2 separate regions of the Mus musculus genome follow, and region 2 is linked to region 1. Evidence: chromatin contacts called from public promoter capture Hi-C data. All regions are on one chromosome and are shown on one strand. Each heading gives the region's core, a stretch centred on a gene start, on an enhancer-like site or on the middle of the called end of the contact. The rest is flanking DNA. Distances are from core to core; before and after follow the strand shown. Region 1 holds the start of 1700125H03Rik (RIKEN cDNA 1700125H03 gene). Region 2 has its middle 4.1 kb from the start of Gm51577.

Evidence for each region. Promoter capture Hi-C pulls out the DNA fragments that hold promoters and counts their contacts.
Region 2: a promoter capture Hi-C map of hematopoietic stem and progenitor cells shows a contact between it and region 1, with 4 times the contacts expected there. The contact joins the enhancer-like site here to the promoter of 1700125H03Rik in region 1. A contact is called at or near these places in 5 of 39 promoter capture datasets (the 3T3-L1 cell line, hematopoietic stem and progenitor cells, hippocampal neurons and 1 more) and 1 of 115 datasets of contacts at active chromatin or transcription factors (astrocytes).

The regions. Positions count from the first base shown.
Region 1 is chr8:68,364,274-68,371,924 of GRCm38.p6, reverse strand. 1700125H03Rik (RIKEN cDNA 1700125H03 gene) reads right to left here and starts at 3,466. Exons shown (of 4, transcript NR_038181.1): 1 at 3,391-3,466; 2 at 2,580-2,688. The region is part of intron 8 of Csgalnact1 (chondroitin sulfate N-acetylgalactosaminyltransferase 1); the gene reads left to right.
Region 2 is chr8:68,846,931-68,854,581 of GRCm38.p6, reverse strand. No RefSeq gene overlaps it. Among named protein-coding and RNA genes, the nearest start is that of Gm51577, 4.1 kb to the left of the region's middle. Within about 2 kb of position 4,516, at least 5 of the 459 cell types and tissues checked have an H3K27ac peak or open chromatin away from gene starts, as enhancers often do.

The sequences.
Region 1 (7,651 bases), core at 2,217-4,716:
AATGGTGTCCCCTATGCGTGCAGGCTATGCTCCAAGACTGTCACTGCGTATCTGGAATAGCGAATAATACAAAGCCATAAGTAACACCAAGGCCTGTGTATAGTGTGGCTTTCTCTGTTCTTATACCCATAGTAACATTTAAATTATACATTAGCAGTGAGAGAATAACAGCAATGACTAATGATTATATAGAATAATTATAATAATATGCTAAGATAAGCATTACTTAAAACATAATTTCCTCATTTCTGGAATTATCCATTTAATATTTTCAGGCCTCAGCTGACAATAGTAACTAAAACTATGGAGACTGTGCCTGGGAGTATACTGTATTGTTGGCTGCCTGGGCACAGAGCAGACCCTTCTGTCACCCCTCTCAGGGTGATCTTTCCAGCAGGGAGATTATTTGTGACACTTTTGTGTCCTGTTAGCAAGCCTGAAAGTGCCATGCTTTTCCCACTGAATACCCTTGTACAGCTGGGACATAGACATGCCAACATGATGGAACTAACTCTCCTCGAGGCTCATGGAAGGAGGGCACATGGGTTGAAAACCCATGGTCTGCAAAGTTCATTTGCATAGTTGACTCTGTGATAAGCTGGCAGAAGTAACAAAATCCCCATTCCTTCCAGGCCTGTCCCCCGCCCTTCACCCTCGCCAGGTAACCTCTCACAGCTAATGCGATTCTTTACAGAACACTGCACCTTTGCGTGTTTTCTGGATGGAGGAGGTTTGTATCTCACACTTGTCCTAGCATGATTCTGTTGGGCTCAAGCTAGAAAGTGCATAAACAGTGTCCTCTTCCTCCATCAAACATTAGCACTACAAATGTAGTGGGGTGAGGGCTACATCTCTCTCTGGGCTTTGAAGAGGAAAAGAACTCAGTGTCACAGCCTAAGAGCCAGATTTCTACTTATGAGCAATAAGTCTCCCGAGGACAAAGGCTTCTGGATTCCCATCCCAGGAGTCATAAGCTTCTCTTGGGACTCTAAGAAAAATGGAATAAAGTATTTGTTTTCTTTCAGCCAATAAGAATAAAAGTCCCTTTGGTTTTAATTAAGGCTCTGTTTTACATTTGACATTGGCAATGATTAATTCTCCTAGTTCAGACTCAGAAAGGCCTTATTTGCTTGCAAGGAATTTTTTTTTCATTTCATAATCTAAAGGTTTTGTCCTTTCTAGTCCATCCTGCTGAGAGCAGGTGGGATAGAAGGCAGAAAGACAGACAGTGTAGAAGCAGAATTGTCAGACCCACCGAACAGGCAGTCCAGGCAGAAATAACTCAGATCCCCACGGCCACAGCTAGCAGCCCTGAGTCAACCTACATTTTGACATTTATTTCTGAAGGCATCATTGAGTTCTCCCCCAGTTCATAAAGCTGCTGATTTGGAGGTCAGTGTTTAAAATTATCTAGTTCGGTGAAATGCAATTTGAAGACTTCCCATTCCCCAGAGAAATGTGTGATTATGTCCTTCATTAAACAAGTCATTTTCTAAAATTTTATTTGTACTTATGTGTGTAAGTTCAGAAGGGTAAAAGATCTCTTGAAGCTGGAGTTATATCTGATGCAGGTCCTTGGAACAAAACTCAGGTCCTCTGGAGGAGCAGCAAAACCTCTTCACGAGTGAGCCACCTCTACAGTCCCAAGAGAAACTGTATCACTTGCTGCCTATAAAGGTCTGGTTCATACCCTAATGCAGGAGTCAGAAGAACTGTTATTGTTTCACATACTCAGACCTGATTGATGAGAAATCTCTCAACCATCCTTTATGGAGGCAGAACGACTGGTCCATGGTGCATAGGCAGAGGATAGGGAGATGGCTCAGGGGATGAAGTGCTTGCTGTGAAAGATGAGGACCTGTATTCAGGTCCCCACCCCACCTCAGACAGGTGAGTGCCACATGCCTGAAGCTCTGACACTGGGGATCTGATAGGGACAGGAAGATCCCAACAGATGTGAGGCAGTCACTAGCTAGACAGGCTATCTCAAATTGCCGGCTCTAGGTTCTTTGGAGAATGTGTGAAAAAAAAATCAGGTCAAGAGTGATAAAAGAAGATACCCAAAGTTAACTTCTGACCTCTACACAAGCATGGATGAACACCCACAGGCAACTGTACAAGCACAGATAGACACCAGCATACACACACACACACACACACACACACACACACACACACACGTCCCCAAAACTAAGATGGAAAGGTCTTTGAGTGACAGAGCTCAGCGCCCACCATTATATCCTTCCTCTTGAGCAGGGGACTAGAGCTGCTGAGCACCCCCTAGAGATCTGATGCATAAAAGAAATGGCCTAAGGAGAATTCTAGGGGCAAACATCAAACTACAGAAATTAGTATACCAGAGACAGAATGTGTAGGTAGCAAGACACCATAAAATAAAAAGTAATGGCTGGAGGTGGATAAATTAGGAGAGATTTCCTCCTGAGGTTGCATTTTGACTCAGTCTAGAAAGAGACTGTGGATATTCGCAAATCCTTGATAGCCTCCCCTGGAACACATCAGTACCTCGGATGAGACAGGCAATGAATGTTCAGAATGGGGCTGTAATAAAAGTTACTTACCTATGCAAACAAGAGAGAACCTTTCCCAACAGCCCGCAAACAAAACCTCCTGCTCAATGTTGCAGTTAAGAGTTTTCACCGTTATCAGCCCTGTCATTTTCTGTTTTGCCTGCAGATGAAAGCAAGGATTTTTGTGTGTGTACAGATGACTTTCTTTTTAAACTTCTGCATACGAGTCGTTAGTAATAAGTGACACTGTGGGATTTCATACTAATATTTAATGTTTTGAATTTTAAGCCATGAGATGAAACTTGCTGGTGCTTTAATGCAGAAACATCGTGCTCAGTAAGGGATGACTGTCATTTAAATGAGTGTTCTCTTTAAACATTCCACCTTGCCGGCTCTGCCTGTCAGCTCTGGCTTAGGTCCCCACAGAAGCCTCCTACTTCTTCTATCTTTAGATTCCGACCCTCCCCACACTCCGGTCTGTCCTTACCCTTTCCTTGCCAGAGGCTGGTTTTGAATAAACAAGCTAACTCCACTTCTCTTTTAAAAAAGCATTTATGGCATAAAGCCAGTGGCATGCTAGCAAATGTTTGGCAACCCACTCTTGGAAAGAAGGGGGGGAAATGCCCTGGTGATGGTATTTGCCAATTTCCACGGTGTAAATAATCCCACTGTAGCCTTTTTTTTTCCCGGCTAACCAATGTGTTACCACAGGGCATACAGCTGTGAAGAGATGTGTACAAATCTGGGGAGCCAGCATGGGCTGGCTCAAGCACAGGGCTGCAGACTCTGATTTCTTGTTGGGACTAATTGTCTTCTATCAACCCCACCACCTGGCAGATGGCACCAACTCCAGAATACTCACGTTAGCCTGCTGTTGTGTAGCACACCTGCTCGTGGTCTCTGAATGCTGTCCTTGTTCCCCCAGGTCACTACCTTCCGGGGTTTAGACTCTCTGCCTGCTGTGCAGTAGCCCCTCCCACTTAAGCCTCTGTCTTTGTGACTCTGTTCAGTGATTATGGGCTGTGCTGCTCCTTTGTCCTCCTCATCCCCCCTGTGAATACACCTGCACCTCTTTACCTCCCAAAATAGTTTGTGTGTGAACCCAGAGGTGGGTATCAAGTGTCTTCATTGATTATTGTCCCCCCCTAATTTCATTGGTTTGCAGTTCATACATGTATTAATGTTTTAAGTCATATTTTTCCTCTTGTCATCCTCTCTTATGCGGTTCCTATTCTTTATTAGGCCCTGCTTCTTCCTCCCACCTTATGCTTCTCTCTGTCTGTCTGTCTGTCTGACTGACTGTCTCTGTCTCTCTCTGTGTCTCTGTTTCTCTTTCTCCCTCTGTCTCTCCCTTCCTCCTCCTTTCTTTCCTTCCTCCCTCCTTTCCTCTCTGTGTCCTCCTCTCCCTCCTTCTTTTTTCTTTTTCTCTTCCTTCTCCTCTTTCTTCTCCTCCTCCTCCTCTTTCTCCACCCTCTCTTGCTGAATATTTAGCTCACTGATCTAACTAGCCTGGGCAGACAGTGAGCAGTAGGTTTAGGCACACATGTCACTATACCTAGCTTTATATATGAGTTCCAGGGGTCCAAACTTAAGACTTTGTATTTGTGGAGCAGTCACTTTATCAAGAAGCCAGTTCTCAGCTCCTTAGTTAGTTGAGATTTTTTTTAGGGGGTGGGGGTAAATTATTGACTATATTAAGCACTGACCTATGCTTCAGTTTTTAGCATAGCCCACTGAGCATGGTATATGCAGTGTACCCTTGCAGACTGGTTTTGTTTACTCAGAAAGCCTACACTTACTAAATAGCAACAGTAATGTTACCAGATGCCATCTGAGAATCTCTCACTGTGACCATGTAATCTTCCATAATTCTCAACATGGGCAAGTGACATCAGCATCTCAATTCACACATCCGCGAGTCTGAGCTCAGAGGGTATAAATCCACCGTGTCTCAGACTCTTGCAGCTGCTGCATGGGAGAGGGAGAGATCTAGGTGCTACACCGTGAGGCTAAGCTTGACTGAGAATGATGCGCTGAAGGAAATGTATTCTTTGGCTTCAGTGTGCTTCGAGGAGGACCATGAGTCTAGACCCCAGACAGGAGAAACCTGGAGAATCCATGTCCAGCCTGAAACCCTTAGAAAACAAAACCATCCTTTATCCAGAAACCAATGAAATAAGGCTCTGTGAAGATCTGGGAGGAGATGAGATTTGAGTCTACTATTAAATTAATTCTGGAGACTCTATGGCTCCAGAAATACATTATTTCTTAAAAAATTACACAAAACTACTCAACAGAATCCCAGCCCCTAGCTCTGCTATGACAGATTGAATGAACTCAAGGAAATCGTTCTGCCTGAGTTTAAAGAGGTCTCAAGAAGAGGACACACAGCCTTTGCTTCCGGAACCCTCTGCAGTGCGCTCACTGGCCCTTCAGTTTCCAGATAATAAAGAGTGCACAATGCATGGTGCTACCTAGAAATTGCTACAATTCAAGGACTTTCATATTCATGTGCAGGACGTGAAATATCAGTAAAACATCTCAGAACAAACCCAAAATGCGAACCCTTGTTCCAAAATGTTCAGAATTTAAAGACAGCTACACCAAGCCCAGCACCCTGTGTAAGCTTCTGGGACATGTGCCTGTAAGCATGCCCAGCTCCCAGCAATTTCTAGGATGTAGGAGGCTGGTCAGATCTAGCTTTGGTTCTTGGAACATGCTCTTCGATTTAGATAGAATACTCTGCCTGAAGTCTTTTTTTAACCTACTTGATTTCAAGATCCAGATCGTTTCATAGGCTTCTGTCCAACCTAACACTATTAAATCAGACAGGCGACTGCCTGTGCTCCAGGCTACCTGTGCAGGTGTAGGGCAACCGTGTTCCCACAGCTCTAGAGGGAGTTGCTCATTAGTGTTTTGTGCTTTGATCATAATAAGAAATAATTACCCCTGTCACATGACTTGCCCACAAAGCTGTGATTCTGGAAACTTGATGGGGAAGACCCAACCTGAAATACATCCCTTTTATGGTATAATTGGGCCCACAGTCTTTTGTGAACTTCTGTGGGGTAGGAAGCTGCTGGAGAAAGAGTGGACAGGAGGCTAGCTACAAAGGACATCCTTAAAGTGACAGTGGCTCCTGTAGATTGACCAATGAAATTCAGAGCAAGAGAAAAAGATGGGAAACTTGTAAGTCATTCCAGTAGTAGGAACATTGGAGTATATATTTTGACTGTTGGGCAGATAGGTAGAATTCTTTACGCCTGAGTCAATGTGTTTTAAGTCAGACTTTATGCCTTAGGTCTCAAGAAGGTGAGGACACTTTTGTCTATTGGTCTAGATCTGTCCAGTCTTAACAATTGTCACCAGTGGACCAGCTATGCTTTTGATGAGATACTTGCTATCAAGTGTCTCTCACTAGAAGCCATTTTTATTTCCACTTGAAGCCAGGAGTCATGGTTACCTTAGAAGTGCTCCTTCTCCTTTCACTGAAGAAGTATTTATTAATTGCACAGCTGTGTGGCCAGTAGTGTTCTAGGTGCTGGAGACACAGGGGACTAAGTTCCTTACTGCTATTCTCTAAGGGTGGTAGGTGAAGGCAACAAACTGAGAAACAAATATATCCATGAGCTCATTTCACATTTCAGAGAACTGCTCATATTACAGAGATGTTAAGCCAGGGTCGCAGTATAGAGAGAAAATGGGTACTAGCAATTGTATTGGCATTGGCCCAGAGAGTCAGGGTGACCGCTCTGAGCAATGGTGAGCAAGGGACAGGTGACCAAGCAGAGCCTGTAGGGATATCTTGGATGCCTGTGAGCCTGGGGAGTTGGGGAGTTTGGGGAGTTTGGGGAGTTTGGGGGAGTCAAGAAACAAGACTGTGTAGAACAGCAATTCTCAACTTGTAGGTTGTCAACCTTTTGGAGTTGAGAAACATTTTCACAGGGTCACCTAAAGCCATCAGAAAGCACAGATATTTACATGATGATTCACAACAGTAGTAAAATTGCAGTTGTGAAGTAGCAATAAAAATAATCTTATGATTGGGAGTCAATACAACATGAAGAACTGTATTAAAGGGTTGAAAAATTAGGAAGGTTGAGAACCACTGATGTAGAGGGTTGAAGAGGATGAGACGAGGAGGAGGAAGAGGAGGAAGAGGAGGAGGAAGAGGAGGAAGAGGAGGAGGAGGAAGCAGGCAGGCCTAGGTAGTGGAATGGAAGCCCTCTGTGCCTTTTGTAGAGTCTTCAGCAATAATATGATGCCATCCCATCAGAAGGGAACTCTAGAGTTTTTTTTCTGCCAGGCTGCTCCCCAAGGGTAGCATTCCAGTCAGTAACTTGGTCCAGTCAGTGACTTGGTCCAGTCAGTAACTTGGTCCAGCTGTGGTGGTAGACCTTCTAATAAGTGAAATCCATCTTGCCCTGAAATTACACGCTGTGGCGCAACCATGTCATTTCCACAAAAGCCTATATTTCAGCACTTCTTCCCAGTGTGACTTTCTGTGGCTTACCAGCTTTCAAACCAACTAAGTAACTGTTTTTATAATGCAGTCCCTGGGGCATAAATAGGTATGTTCCTATCACACCACTCCATGTGGGTATCACCCTTCCAGCTATGTCCTTCAGCACAACCTTGACCCACCCCAACATTTTATGGCAGCTGCTTCTCAGGAGGGTCTTCCGCTTCCTCCTCAGTTCTGCCTGATGGTTCTTCCAGCATGGAGCTGTCTCGTAAATCCTATGTAGAGTCCAGCCAAATATCTGAAGTTTGGATACTGGTGCTTCTCTTCTACCTCATGTCTGTGAGATATTTAGAAATTTGGACCAGAGATGTTGAGCTGTTGACTGCGATAGAACATTTTACCTAATAGAGAAGGAACAAAATCCATTTAAAAATCTACTCAGTTTCCATCTTGAATCTCCAGATTTTCCTGCCTTATGCAGTCTTCCCAAACTTTTAATTCTGCTGCCACATCTGTTGTTTTGTTTGGTGACCTGATAAGTTTCACCAGGGTTGCCTGCAGGGGCACGGGTGGGGCATTATTTGCAGCACTGTCTGTACCTTACCAGTGCCTACACCACCCGACACCACTGGTAGAGATCTCTTTTTCTCACCCCAGC
Region 2 (7,651 bases), core at 3,267-5,766, 480 kb before region 1:
TGACACAAGCTAGAGTCATTACAGAGAAAGGAGTCTCAGTGGAGAAAATGCCTCCATGAGATCCAGCTTTAAGGCATTTTCTCAATGAGTGATCAGTGGAGGAGGATCCAGACCATTGTGGGTGGTGCCATCTCTGGGATGGTGGTCATGGGTTCTATAAAAAGGCAGGGTGAGCATGCCATGGGAAGCAGGTCAGTAAGCAGCCTGGCCTCTGCATCAGCTCCTGCCTCCAGCTTCCAGCTCTGCTTGAGTGCCTGTCCTAACTTCCCCCAATGATGAATTGTGATCTGCAAGGGTTTCCTCCCCTATTTGCTTTTTGGTCATGGTGTTTTGTCACAGCAATAAAACCCCAACTAAGACAACCTCTTATGTATCTCATCCTCTTTAGTAACCAGGGAACTGAGCAGTACCCAGGGAAGACTTGGTCTGCACTTTGCACATTTTCAAATACTTGATAGTATTATCTTTTTTAAAATGCACTGCTGTATGCACCCCCTAGTGCTTTCTGTCATATAAGTCCTTTGGTAAAAGAGTTGAGGGATGGTGAGCCCAGGGTGCTTCTCTTCTTCAACCTCTCTATGGAAGCTGTCAAAATATCTGAATGAAAGGTGAAAGAAAATGTAGTCACTGATTCAGTTTACCTTTATATGTTGAAACATAGATACACACGTGTTCTATGCGATTTCTGGGTTACTGTTCCTGTCACTGGCCAGATTAAAAGCCTGTTAATACATCTAGGACAGGGAGATCCGGGAGGGGAAGCAGGCAGAAGGAACTGAGACTAAGTATGTTGAAAACACTATATGGAAGCTTGTTACTTCAAAAAAATTAAATAAAAGGGAGCAAGCCATCAATTGCTGATATTTGCTCTAAACAACATTTGGATGAAAAAGAAAAAGTCATAGTTTGCCCTTATAGATTTGGTCTGAAATTGGCTGTAGTTCATGAGCCCTGAAAGGCACAGTGAATACTGTAAAGGAATCGGAGACAGTGATGGTCCCTAGTGCTGCTGAGGAGGGAGGTGACCTTGTGGCCCTGGAACCTACAATTTGTCTAAGCAGTCTGAACCCCTAAGTTTCTTCCTCTGTAAATATAAGACAGTGATATCTCCCTTCCTACATCACAGGGTATTCTGAAATCAAACAGAGTCAGCGTGTGTGTGTGTGTGTGTGTGTGTGTGTGTGTGTGTGTGTGTGTGTGTAACACACATGTGTGCAGGTAGGTACACAGACATATGGACATGTTTGTGGGCGTGAGAAAAGGATGTCAGGTGCCACTCATTGCCTTATTGCCTTGAGATAGGGTCTCTCACTGAACCTGGAGCTAGACTGGCAGCCAAAAAACTTGATAGATCCTCCTGTTTCTGCCCTCTAGAGGTCTAGAGTTACAGGTGGTTGGTTGGCCACCTTGCAATGTTTTATATGGTTGCTCAGATATACTCAGTCCCAAGCTTGCACAAGCTTCTTATCTACTAAGCCATCTCCCTAGCCTTTGGCATCAATTTGGAAAGGAATTGGTGATCTGGGTGTGCTATATAAATGCTGGAGTTATGGATTGTTTGTCCCTTCTTAATGGTGTTGCTTCCAACCCAGACACAATAGTGTTTTGAAATGCACTTTTTCTCCCCACCTCAGTCAGTCTTAGAGGCTAATGATTTAAAAGATGGAGAAATCGGTACCCAAATAGATTACACTTCTGAAACTCTGCTGACGTCTGAATTGAAAGCATGTTTCACGCAAGAGCCTTGGCTTCATTTCTACTATGACAACACGTGAGATCTTTTCCTAATGCTCAGAATTTCACCCCTGGAAACTTAGTGTCCTGAGAAGTGCAGCAGGAAATGGCTATGGTGTCCAGAGCCAGAAGGTCCTTTCCCTGTGTGGAGATGACAAACAGGAGACACAATGTGTCCTGTGTGTTCAGTGCCAACAACCCCAGGGAGCTGGCCCTTAAATGGAGCCACTTCTGTGCTGGTGGCTTTCTTGGAGCCTGGCTTTTGCAGGAGAGCTCTGGTGTCCTGCTGTTCGTGCCACTTTCAAAAGTCCATTGAATGATAAGGCAGGTTGGTACTTCATCCTCTTCAAAGGTTAGTAATATTTTCTTTCAAGGCTCCTGCTATGTAGCTCAGGCTAGCCTAGAACACAAGATCTTTTTGCCTTAGTGTCCCTTCCTAAGTGCCAGGATCACAGGCATATACACCCTGCAATTATCATCCTATTTACATCTTAATTGAGATGCTCTAAAGATTTCCATTTAGCTGGAACTGAAAATACAAAACTTCAGAAGAATTGACAACCAGTTGGTGGCCACTAGCCTTTGTCCCTCCTCCTCCTCCTTCCTTCCCTCCTCCTCCTTCTTCTTCTTCTTCTTCTTCTTCTTCTTCTTCTTCTTCTTCTTCTTCTTCTTCTTCTTCTTCTTCTTCTTCTTCTTCTTCTTCTTCTTCTCTTTCTTTCTTTTTCTTTCTTTCTTTCTTTCTTTCTTTCTTTCTTTCTTTCTTTCTTTCTTTCTTTCTTTCTTTCTTTCTTTCTTTCTTTCTTTCTTTCTCCTCCTCCTCCTCCTCCTCCTCCTCCTCCTCCTCCTCCTCCTCCTCCTCCTCCTCCTCCTCCTCCTCCTCCTCCTTCTTCTCCTTTTTTTTCCCCCCAGCTTGATGTCTAATGCCCAGTGGTGTGGATAATGGTGAGACATGGTGCCACCTGAGCAGATTGTTAGACCAGGGTTCACCAGAGCCATCATATCTGTGCTCAAAGAAGTCTCACCACTGCTTCCACCCTCATTGATTTTTCTTATAAACTAGCTAGTGAATATAAATGATCCAGGCTCAACTTTCTGAAATGGAGTCAACCAGGAGAACAGAGCTGGTTATCCAGAGATTAGAATTCTACAAGGGGCATTCATATTTTGTAGGTTGATTTTTTCTGTGGCTATGAAATCTTTGTATGACTTGAAAAAAGTATTTTACTATAAGAATACTTGCCTATGAATATTTAGTTGAGAAGGGGCTACAGAGCATCAGTTCTGTGGGTCATGATCCATTTTGTAGGTTACATATCAGCTACTCTTAATATCATATATTTACATTATAATTCAGAACAATAGCAAAATTACAGTCATGAAGTTGCAGTGAAATAATTTGTGGTTGGGTGTCAGTACAACATGAGGAACTGTATTAAAGGGTCATAGAAATAGGAAGGTTGAGAACTGCTGCTTTGGAGAGATGGAAATATTAGTTCTCTTATACAATATGTTTCACTGTTTACGTGTTAAGAGGTGGTGAGTAACTATCTGCATTATACCAAATACAGAGATATGTGAAAACTTTCCAGTAGCTTTGAGTTGTAATCAGTTTTAAATCTAGACATGAAAAGCTATAGTGAGTCCAATATTGGAACCCTCCTGTACAATGAAAATTTCTTAAATAATAGAGATGTTTTTGTGTATAGATACACGTGGGGGTGCATGTACACATGTGTGGATACCTGAGGACAAGAGCAAGGGTTGCTTGTAGTCTTAGATTTTTCAAAACCTACTTTTAATAAGGGTATATAAATGCTTTGACTTCTCTCCTAGCCCACCACCCACCAGAGATAGTAGAAGGAAAGGTTAATAGGGCAAAGGAGAATGTGGACCTGTTAGAAATAGTTCTTTGGAATAAATTCAATCTGCATTGTTAAGATATCAGCAGTTCAGTTCGCAGGAACGAGCAGTGACAGCTCTATCCACTTACAAACACCATTCACAAATCAGCAATGGCAGTTTGATCCAGAAGAAACCTCGAGGCTCTGCCAATCAGCCCAAGTCCATAGAAGCAGCAAGAAGCCTCTAGAACACCATCAGAATTTCTTTGGTGGCATTTCTCTCTATGAAGTCAAGACAAACTATAACCAGCAAAGAGTGGCAAGGTGAATCAATACCAGACAGAGGGAACCAAGCTGCCAGGCTCCTTTTAGGCTGCTTTCCTAGTAACTAGCTCAGTTTGAAGAGACCTCACCCACTCTTGGAGATTTATCCAGTTTCTCAAGAGGTAGAAATCCATTTATGAGATTAAATGCATTTTATTTTTATAAGTGGCACCAATTTTACTATTTTATATTTTAAATGATTTTCATCAATTCTAAGATTATATCATTTTCCCTCCCTTCGCCACTATCCCTCCTCAAAGGTGGTTAGTTATTCTACTGTTGCCTCTGGTCTAGCTGCTCTTCTACTGGCTCAGAGTTGTGGCTAATACTACTTATCTTTCCTCCAACACTTCTGATTTTTTTTTCTTTGCCTTAGGTGTTTCTATATCTAGGTAGATATAGAAAGCCCTGATTGAGGGGCTCCTTAGAATTTGACACTTAAGGGTTAAACACAGTATGGTTGTTGCTTCAGCAAGTCATGTTTCTGGGGAGCATTTCAATTTCTTGCATTTTTACTTCATCGAAACCTTGATTTATGGGTGGAGAGTAGCTAAGCTTGCTCCATTCCCCAGGCCAGAGAAGGCATGGCTCCATGTGACCGAATGCAAAAATACCAAGGCTACACTTTATATAACAACCTCTTTGCACAACAGCTCACTATCATAAATCAAATGCTCAGACACTGTAAGGCCCAAGGCCAAGTTAAGGGCTACTGCAAGCAGGAAGGTGGGTGAGAGCCCCTGACAGGAGTTTTTGGAAACTCACTTTCTTTTCCCTCCTTTTGCCATTTGAACCAAGTTTACCTTCCCCATCTTCAGTTAGTGATGTGAAGGGATTTTTCTATTCTCTATTCTCACTGACAAAGTCCTAGAGAAAGAGTCTCAGCCCTCTACTATCTTCAGATCTATGGTGCCTGGGTTGGCCCTACATACAGAAGGGCATCAAAACCTTGAATAACTGTGGTACATATATTATTGTTATTAAGAATATATTATATAAGAGCTCTTGCTTAGAAGTGCAGCCCTTTGATAATAAAGGTCTTGTTTGACCTCTGACTTCCAGACACTTATAACTGGCATCCACTTGGATTTGGGAGTGTGTGAGTTGATTCTTTCTGGGACTGGAAAGTAGGAAGGTGGCTGTCAGCTGGCTTCACGATACACACAGTCATGTGAACTGTAGGGGGTTTTGTGTTAACTTTTGTAAATTATGACCATTGGTTTCGGTGGGGTGTTGAGACTGGTGCCTTACCACATAAGACTCTCCTATCTACCTCCACGTTTGCTGAGTCTCAAGACAATGTATGAACATGCTTTTTCAATTATAGAACACTATAGGGAAAGAGTTATTGCTAATAATGATTAATAACAGCATATTGCGAACCTGGTCTGCCCTTGGTCTCCTGTGCTATCCCTGCTCACAGTTCTATAGCCACATGTGCTATATACTCACCAAAGGAATTCTCCATTTCCTTAGTTCACATTGTAGATTTACTTTTTCGTGGCACCAAGCTCCAGCAAACAGTAGCTTTTTGTTTCAGGATTTCTGGGTTCAGATAACCGCTGTATGTGACTGCCACTTGGAGTTTTGGAGATGAATAGTCTTAGGCAATTTGTCCCTTTTATTTAACCTTTTCTACGACTATTGGGAAACTATAAGAAATGGTTCTTCACTGTTTCTCAGTCTTCACAGTGACACAAGTTCTATGGGGCAAGATTGTTCTATTTTAAAAGTCCTTATCTTACTCAATTCACATGTGTTGCTGTTTGCCTTATTGGCTAAGCACTGCTAGGCTGGGGACTACATTTTCACAATGGCTTGACATTTCAAACTCCATGCAAGTGTTGAAAACAAAGAAATTTCCATACAGCCCGAATGTTAGAACAAAATTTAGTGTAAAATTCTAACTTACTAACTCCAGAGCTGTTACTAGGTTCAACCCCAAATCTGTGTGTGTGTGTGTGTCCTGCTGCAGGTAAGAAGGAAGGGAGAGACTCAGAGTTTGTTTAAGATCATGCCCTCAGCTGCGAGGTGAACTCTGGAGCCTTGCCTGCAGACTTTCTTTAAGCAATGCTATCTGCCCTGCAGTAACCTGGGAACCTTTAGCAGCTCCCAATCATGAATCTAGTAGGTCTCTATCCCTAAGCACAGACCTAATTGTATTCTCCCTTTCTGCATCTGACTTCTTGGCCATTTCTGGACTCCTGTTTGGTTAGACGCTGAAACACTTTTCAGAGATTCATCTGGTATCTCCGTGCCTGACCAGGACATCTGAAATATACAAATAAGGCAGGAGTTATACTTTTTGCCTTTTGTATTCTTTTACAATTTAGTTGGATTTCACAGTGTAGGACCGGAAGGGCAGGTGCTCCCTCACAGTTCACAGTGTAGGACCGGAAGGGCAGGTGCTCCCTCGAGGTTCACAGTGTAGGACCGGAAGGGCAGGTGCTCCCTCACAGTTCACAGTGTAGGACCGGAAGAGCAGATGCTCCCTCACAGTTAACAGTGAAGGACCGGAAGGACAGGTGCTTCCTCGAGGTTCACAGTGGAGGACCGGAAGGGCAGGTGCTCCCTCACTGTTCACACTGGAGGACCGGAAGGGCAGGTGCTTCCTCGAGGTTCACAGTGTAGGACCGGAAGGGCAGGTGCTCCCTCACAGTTCACAGTGTAGGACCGGAAGGGCAGGTGCTACCTCACTGTTCACAGTGTAGGACCGGAAGGGCAGGTGCTTCCTCGAGGTTCACAGTGGAGGACCGGAAGGGCAGGTGCTCCCTCGCGGTTCAGTATTTGTAAACATCTTGCCAGTCTTTCCACATCTTCCAGCAAACCCTCAAGTGTGTCTTCTTTAGGATCTTCATAAATGCCATTAAAGGTGATTTGGAATGACGCTGCTGACTGTGTAAGCCACCTTCTCTTCATGGGGCACCTGGTCCACCAATGAGTGACAATGATTATGACACATTTCCTGATGCTAAATTCTGAATCTGTTTTCCTAGTGTTATTTAATAGGAAAAGAATCACTATCCCTGGATTAGATACTGTGGAAGCTTCTAGATGTAAAGAGAGCATCTAATTACAGAGAGCTAATTATAGGGGGCACTGAAATGCTAGAAATGATGAAAATGCTAGAAATGATGAAAACGTTTCAAATTCATCAGAGGATAGCAGGTCTGGGATGGCCCGAGTTTCTAAGAAGAACCTTGGTGCATGCCTTTAATCCCAGCACTCAGGAGGCAAAACCAGGCAGATCTCTGTGAGTTCAAGGCCAGCCTGGTCTCATTCAGAGTTTCAGGCTTGCCAGGGCTACATGATAAGACCCTGTCTCAAAAACAAAATACACACACACACACACACACACACACACACACACACACACACACACACACACACACAGAGCACTTGGCCCTGAGACGGTCTGTATCTGTCATTTGATGCCATGTTTCCTCTCACTCAATTCTTGCATCTGGCAATTCTAGATTTTCAAACGATTTTGTTATTACTGTGGGACCCTAAGAGATTTCTGAGACTGAGTCCTATGTTCTGGCCATAAAATCAGGGTAATAAAGTCTCTCAGGCATCCTGTAAGGAATAGGTGAGGTAAGTGTGTAGTCCTGCTGTACTAGAGGGCAAAAGCAAGAATATAAAACATGAAATAGCTATATCATTTGTTCACTTTGGAGAGGTCACATTTGGAGCATGACTTAGCACTACTGTGAAGTATATTAACTGGGCTACTGAATTATAATACACTC